2 separate regions of the Mus musculus genome follow, and region 1 is linked to region 2. The links are chromatin contacts, called in public promoter capture Hi-C maps. All regions are on one chromosome and are shown on one strand. The core of a region is the stretch at or near the end of the contact, and the rest is flanking DNA. Distances in the headings are between cores, read along the strand shown. Region 1 overlaps Aagab (alpha- and gamma-adaptin binding protein). Region 2 holds the start of Calml4 (calmodulin-like 4).

Evidence for each region. Promoter capture Hi-C pulls out the DNA fragments that hold promoters and counts their contacts.
Region 1: a promoter capture Hi-C map of cranial neural crest shows a contact between it and region 2. The contact joins the enhancer-like site here to the promoter of Calml4 in region 2. A contact is called at or near these places in 1 of 39 promoter capture datasets (cranial neural crest) and 1 of 115 datasets of contacts at active chromatin or transcription factors (memory CD8 T cells).

The regions. Positions count from the first base shown.
Region 1 is chr9:63,611,714-63,615,655 of GRCm38.p6, forward strand. All of the region lies in intron 1 of Aagab (alpha- and gamma-adaptin binding protein), which reads left to right. Among named protein-coding and RNA genes, the nearest start is that of Aagab, 11 kb to the left of the region's middle. Within about 2 kb of position 1,563, at least 138 of the 459 cell types and tissues checked have an H3K27ac peak or open chromatin away from gene starts, as enhancers often do. A contact at or near this core is called in memory CD8 T cells, where this site is marked.
Region 2 is chr9:62,856,822-62,860,223 of GRCm38.p6, forward strand. Calml4 (calmodulin-like 4) reads left to right here and starts at 1,283. Exons shown (of 5, transcript NM_138304.2): 1 at 1,283-1,340; 2 at 1,421-1,451. The coding sequence starts at 1,338. It also overlaps the pseudogene Gm10653.

The DNA.
Region 1 (3,942 bases), core at 313-2,812, 760 kb after region 2:
AGCTGAGTTGGGACTTGGGGAATGGACATTTGTTAAAAATTAAATTTTATTTTTATGTGTATGGTGTTCTACATCTATGCACCACATTTGTGCCTGGTGCCTATGGAGACCAAAAGAGAGCATCAGACCTCATGGAACTGACGTTACACGTAATTGTGAGCCATCGTGTGAGTGTTAGGAATTGTCCTTTCGAACAATTAACAGGTTATCTTAACCACTAAGCCATCACTCTACGCCATGGGAATGAACATCCATCTCGAGCCTCCCCTGTGTTCCATCCCTGCACCTTCTTACACATTTCAGTCTTGAAGCCACAACAGGAGTTTTGTCTCTATTTGAGGTGCACTCTGGCCAGCCTCTGGATAGCCCTCACGTGCAGGGCTGTAGTGGCTCATTTCCAGTGGTCTCCTCTGCTTGCTTGGTGCTGGCTGCACAAAGGGAAGGAAGAGGCACCTTGGGGTCAGCTGGAAAGAGGAACCCGTGACCAACTGTTGTAGCCTGAGTGGGAGACACTGATGCCTGCCGGGAAGGCAGTTTCAGTTTGTAGGATAAAAACTGAGTTAAGGATGTGGCTCAGTTGGTAAAGTCCTTCTCTAGCTTGACTAGGCCCTGGGTTCCACCCCTAGCACCTCACAACGCTGATGTATGCCACATCCTGTAATCCCAGCACCTAGGAGGTGGAGGCAGGAGGATCAGACACTCAGGAAACTACATTCTCAGAACAGTGCTGGTCTCTGGAAGGATTGTCCTGATTTGCCTTGGCAAGTGTCACCTCTCTAAAGCCATGGAAAGTACGATCTGGCCATGAAATCTGTTGGTGTTAAGTAAGTGCTCTTACCACTACCACTACAGACACATGGGTAATGCCAGGTACAGCAGCACTCTGTTACCATTGGAACGCTGCTGCTGCTACTGTTGTTTTGGGCTGAAATGTCTAAGTAAAAGGAGGTCAGGTGTTTTCGTGTACGTGAGTGTGTGTGTGTGTAAACGGTTTGTGTGGTGTTTAGAGAATGCTTCCTAATGAGTGCCAAGAGGCTCACTCACCTCTCACTGATTCTGAAGTGCACCTTGCTACCTCCTCTTTCCTCTGATGGCTTGCCAGATTGGCCTGCTGTCCTAGGTGAGGGCACAAAGCCCATGCAGAAGATAGATGACAAATGTTGGGTCACTCCACTGACTGTCGTGCGTGCAACCTCTGTCACATAGCTTTAATCTTTCTTTTAAACACCAGTGGGGCTGTAGGGGAAATAAGCTCTCAAAGTGAGAAAATAAGTGGGGGTGAGGGGTAGCTGGAGACTCCCTGGCTGCAGAAGAACCGGTTCTCAAGTAGGGACTGCTGTTTGTACTTACGCTTCTAACTGGGTGGGGGTGAGGGTGGGAGGTGGATTTGCTGCGGGACCTAGAGTGACATGTTAACTTTTTACACTACAATGAACTATTTTAAGGTGTGAATCCAAGTGTGTAATAACAGACCTAGTAATCAATCACCTACTGTTTGTCTCTTAAAAAGTTAGGTATTACAGCTCCACCAGGCGGCTGCCAGCAGAGTGGATAAGAGCTGGAGGGCTGGAAGGCAGAGCTGCTCTGGGAATTTCTTTGTACACAGAAGAGCTGAGGGCGTCCACATTCAGGATAATGACAGGCAAAGAAGGGGGAGTGTTTCGGGCCGTGCAAGCATAAGCAGGCTCTCATACCACAGCACTCCTCAAATGCCGTGAGCAATTTGTGAATGGTTTCACTGTCCTGCTGGTTCAAGGGGTGGCGGTGGTCCCCTCGTTCTGCTGTTCCTGTTCAGTCCTGGGGAGACAGTGGCTCTTTAAGTCCAAGGGTGTGCTTTGGCTTGTGGTTATACCCCAGGGTGGTGAGACTGAGCCCAGGTCACAGTGCCAGCATCTCAGGGAAGCAGGAAAAGATGCACTAAGCTGGCTTTAGCTGGCTTTAGCTTTAGGCTCTGCTCCACACGTGGTCTCCCTTCTCTACACTGTATTGACAGTAGGAACTGGAATAAGGCAGTCTTCATCCTTCTCCTACTTCTTACTTGGCACAGATATGATAGCAAAGTTCATACCCAGCCTCACTGAGCAATCTTATTAGATAACACATGCCAAGCCAGAAATGTGCTGCTGAGTAGACTGGGCTCTGCAGTTGTTTGAGGAAGTTCAAAGAGTAAAACAAAACAGAACCCAGGCAGCTACTAAATCACCAGAAACTAAAATTCAGTTTGGTTTTTGGTTCTATTCCCATCTGAGTGTAACACAAAAAGAAATAAATATGCCACCCCATCTCCCGTTTGTTTTTGTTTATTTACTTATCTTAAAAAGCTTTATTAACATACAATCTGTGCAGCATACAGTTTGCCCAACTAAAGTGTACCATCCGGTGCTTCTTAGTGTGTGCAACCCCTTAGCAGATCCAGATGTTCACGGTTGCAGTTAGCATGTACTTGCAATTTAATTGATTGTATTTTGTCATTGAAGACACCGATTTGGAAAAACCATAACCCCAAATTGATTCCAGCTTTTAAGTACAGGACTCAGGAAATAGCAGCAAGCCATGGGGCTTAGTCCATTTGGTTTCTTCTTCGCCTCTTAAAAATACTGCTGTTAGTTTTCCTTCCTCTTTAAAAAACAGCCAGTTCGTTATTTTAAATTAGCCAAGAATGAGGGCTCATTTCATGTTGGCTCCTCCTACCCTTCCCAAGCCCGTCTGTGTTTTGTGACCTCACCTGGCTTGGGCTGCCTTCCTCCCAGTGCTACGGACAAGATGGGGTCTGTGCTGGCTGGGTGATTCAAGGCTACTGTTAGCTTGGAGCATTAGTTCAGACTGTGAGGTGGACTTTGGTCTAGGAATTGGTTTTATTGTTTGCTTATTTTCTCTGTGAGAAATTGATGTGAAGACAAAGCCTTAGATTTTAATAGCTCCTCTGTCCTGCTGCGCGCCCACCTGGGCTGTCATGGTGTGAGGAACATTGTATGTAGCTGGCTGCTATGGAGTTAGCACTAAATAAAGCGTTGTAACTGAAAGTGGAAGTGAGGCAGGATTGCCAATTTGTTAAAGAGGTCAAAGGTCAGTTTCAGACATGGGCACAGATCTGTTCCTTTAAGAGAAATGACTGACGCTTGGGCAAAAATGTAAGGCAGGGGTTGGAGAGATGGCTCAGTATGTAAAGTTCTTGCTGGACATACAAGGATTTCAAAGACCAGCACCCACTGCTGGGTGTGGCCACACAAGAGGGAGGCATGGCTTTAGGCATGGTTGCAGGTGCACTCATAACCTCAGGAGAGTCACAGGGGCCTCCTGGACACCAGCATAGCCAGCTGAAGGTTTGATGAGAGACGCTGTCTCAAGGGAATAAGGTGGAGAGCGGTAGGTGTCCTCTCCAGCCTCTGTGTGTATATACAGTGTGCAAGCTGCACACCCTAGTGCACATAGAACACACTCATTCTTCACCTCTGAATAAGGTGAAGGTGGTGGGGATGGTGTGGGGTAGGGGAGCTTGGCTGGGAACCTTTTCAGTCACCTCTCCCGGTTGTAAATGTGTGGTGCAGGGACCAGCGTGTTCCTACGGCTCTGTGACCATAGTTCTGTGTGTTCTGTGACCATAGTTCTGTGTGTTGTAAATGTGTGGTGCAGGGACCAGCATGTTCCTACGGCTCTGTGGCCATAGTTCTGTGTGTTCTGTGACCATAGTTCTGTGTGTTGTAAATGTGTGGTACAGGGACCAGCATGTTCCTACGGCTCTGTGGCCATAGTTCTGTGTGTTCTGTGACCATAGTTCTGTGTGTTGTAAATGTGTGGTGCAGGGACCAGCGTGTTCCTACGGCTCTGTGGCCATAGTTCTGTGTGTTCTGTGACCATAGTTCTGTGTGTTGTAAATGTGTGGTGCAGGGACCAGCATGTTCCTATGGCTCTGTGACCATAGTTCTGTGTGTTCTGTGACCA
Region 2 (3,402 bases), core at 33-2,532:
CCACCAAACCTAGGCCCCCAACTATACCTACCCCTCCATACCTAGGCCCCACCATATCTTGCCTCCCCAACCATACCTACCCTCCAAATCATACCTACCCCCCACAAAGTGGGTCAGAACCTCAAGATTCTCACATCTAAAGCAGGTAAGAAGAGGTAGATGGCTCAGGAGAAAAAACAAAACCATTCCACATGGAGGTGTCAGGACCAGAGGGAGGCCATGAGTTTGTGTGCCCTCAGATGGGTTAGCAGGAGACCTTAACTCTCTTCCTCTGGCACCTGCAGCCTTTGGTAGCTCTCATTTGCTCCCTTGCTCCCTGTGTAGTACACAGGCTATGTGACCACACACAGTGACTGACAGTTGGACCAGGCTGGATTTAGCACTTTGTAGGCAAACCAGTCAAGGAGTGTGGATGAGGGAAAGGAGACTTTCAGACCAACCTGAGAACCTAGTCATGCCCAGGGCCCAGTACCAGTTCTAGGAGGCACCCTTTTTCCTGTCTCAGGGGACGGGGAGAGGAATAGAGGGCTGAGAAATTCAGAGTCAGCAGCTTATTATAATACGGGAAAGGGCGAGACGAGGAAGGGAGAGGAACTTCCTGCCTGGTCAGGTCAAACTCCAAGTTCCCTGAGCGGCTAGCTTAAGACTCAGCCCCAGCACCCAACACCATCCCCAGCCCCTAGGAAGTAGAATTGGCTGTGTATTGGCCTTTGGATTATCCTAGCAGCCCATAACGTAGCTGGTGAGGAAACTGAGGCATACAAGAGACGGACGGTCCTCAGCGTGTCCCCAGACATAGTGCATCTGCAAGGCTGTGTTTGAAGCGTCTCTGAGCACTGCTCCCTTGGATAGCTTCTTCTGGAGAGACCGTGTGTGTGTGTGTGTGTGTGTGTGTGTGTGTGTGTGTGTGTGTGTGCGCGCGCGTGCGTGTGCGCGCGTGCTATCTGGCTCCAGCAAGGAGCCCAGCTTAGCCTCGGGAGAGAGCAAAGCTTCCTAAGACAGACTCAGACCAGGACAGAGTCAGCCCCACCCGGAGCCCCCTTTCAGAAGTTAGGCTTCCAAGAAGGAACACCCAAATTGTCCAGTTGCTGCAGAGCCCCAGCCTCCGGGGGCAGGGGCCTCCAGGAGAGTCTGTAAATGGTTTCCTCACAATCACCCTTCTCAGGACGGTGGGGGCATCCACTACTCAGCCGGAATTTGACTCTCATGGCATAGAGCCCGGTCTCCGTGGCAGCGGAGGATTTATTACCAGGCCTCCGCCCAGCATGCTGGACTTTCGACTCCAAGCTGGAGTAAAGAGAACCAAACTCAGTTCCAGGAGTAAGGGGAGCCTGAGGATGGTGAGTGAGGGGCTGTGCCGGAAGGAGGTGGGAAGGGCCCCCGCTGAAGCCCCCTCTTGACTGTTCTTTCTCTGCTACAGGCCAAGTTCCTTTCCCAGGACCAAATTAATGGTAGGTTGGGTTTGTTCTTTAATTAGTAATTCGCCACAAAATGTGTGTCTCATTAGGCAATTTGCTTTGCTGGGTTTTGTTGGTAGGAAGGAAGGCCCCGAGGGGTGGACAGCTGGCCCACCCACAGGCTTGGGGCCAGGTGCTGTGGGGCAGCTGGTTATCTGTTTGGGGGTGGCCCTGAAGACCGACTAACTGACTTCCAGGGCTTGTTATATGTCAGTGTGACTTTCAAGCTGGGTCATAAAAGTGAGCTTGCTTAGTGCTCCAGAGAGCCTGGAAACGGGTCTGGGTGGGAGGCTGGTCATGGAGAAAGGTCACTAACATAGTAATTGAACCAGAGATGGGGGATGGGGCTTTGTAGTCAGTGTAGACAGGCAACAGAACTCAGGGTTACACGCTGGGGCAGGATATTTCTTTATGGACCTTAGACTGTAAAATGAGGGGCTCAGCTGGCACCTCCTGCCTAGTTCAGTGTGGGCACCTTGTTCTTGGGCTTCCCACAGAGCAGAGTTCTGTTTCCCCAAGAGCAGAAAGGCAGAATTAAGTTACACAGGACCTGGCAAACACCTGGCCAGGGATCTGGTGGCTGAGTTTCTGGCAGAGAGGCCAGAGTGCAGCACAGGCCCTTTACGGGATAACTCTCTTTTCCCTGAGGCTGAGCCCCTACACCTGCCCCAACATAGGAGGGAAACAGCCTTGGTAACCCCCTTCTCATTGCCGCTGACATGACACCTTGTCGGTGAGCTAGAACTGCAGGTACACAGGGACACGGAGCTCTGGTGCAGGACACTGTCCAGCAGGCCACAGGGGTGGCTTCTGGTTACCCCAGCAAGGATCTATCCCAGAGATGTAAATGACTAGAGTACAGTCTAGAGCAGGGAGTGACAGCGATGTGTGCCTATTGGTCCTACTCTTAGATTCCTCAACTCCCTATCCCCAAACTAAGGCCCAGAACAGAGGGGACAGTGAGGAGACTCTGCTACACAGAGCCTAGCCCACAGTTAGGGGCCAGGGGCTGGCGGACAATCCACTATGGGAGAATTTGTACTGCTCTTGCAGAAGACCTAAGTTTGGTTCCCAGTACATATACAAGAACTGATCACCATCACCTGTAACTCCATCTCCCAGGGCAAAGGAAACCTTTGGCCTCCTGGGGCACCTGTATGCGTGCATGTGCACACAATGGAAAGTAAAGTCTTTGAAGGGGGGACCTAAGCTAGAGGCCACCTGTCAGCCTCACCAGTCCCCCTACTCTGTCTGGACAACGGACTCACTGCCCCCTCGCTCCCATGGCTTTTGAAACAACTAGAAAGGAAGAAGGCGAATTCTCTTTGTATCCCAGTGTCTAACACCAAGAAGGTGGCCATGAGTGTTTAGAGTTGGAAGCCTGGACAGGGTTGGGCGAGGAATGGGGCTTTGGAAGCTCCCAGGCCAGTCACCTTTGAGTCTCAGTTTTCTTGTCTGAGAAGAGGGTCAACGATGCATCCTGATGTGTTTACCTCACTTCTACTTTACTTCAGCAAGAGTCCTTTCTCTGTGCTAACCCTGCCCTGTGCCAGCCCTTCCCCAGGTGTTAAAAACTGAGCAGGGGGCCGGAAGGTACCCCCCATTCTTGGGGTCACAATCAAGGAGAGTGAAAGACAGAATGGACAGCAGTGAATGAGGGGTGGGGCCACACTGAGAGGACTGGAGGGGTGTGTGTGTGTGTGTGTGTGTGTGTGTGTGTGTGTGTGTGAAGGAGACTGAGGATCGGGGTCCTCAGGCAAGCCAGGTATTCTGGGGATCTTGTTATCTTGGTCTAGCATAGTGAGAAAAGACTGCAGGTACTGAGGGCCCACCAAGCACTGTGATGCAGGACAGTGTCCAGCAGGCTCCAGAGGTGGCTTCTGGTGACCCAGGAAGGGATCCCAGCGTTGTAAAGGACCAGAGCTTGGACAGATGGCGGAGGGGA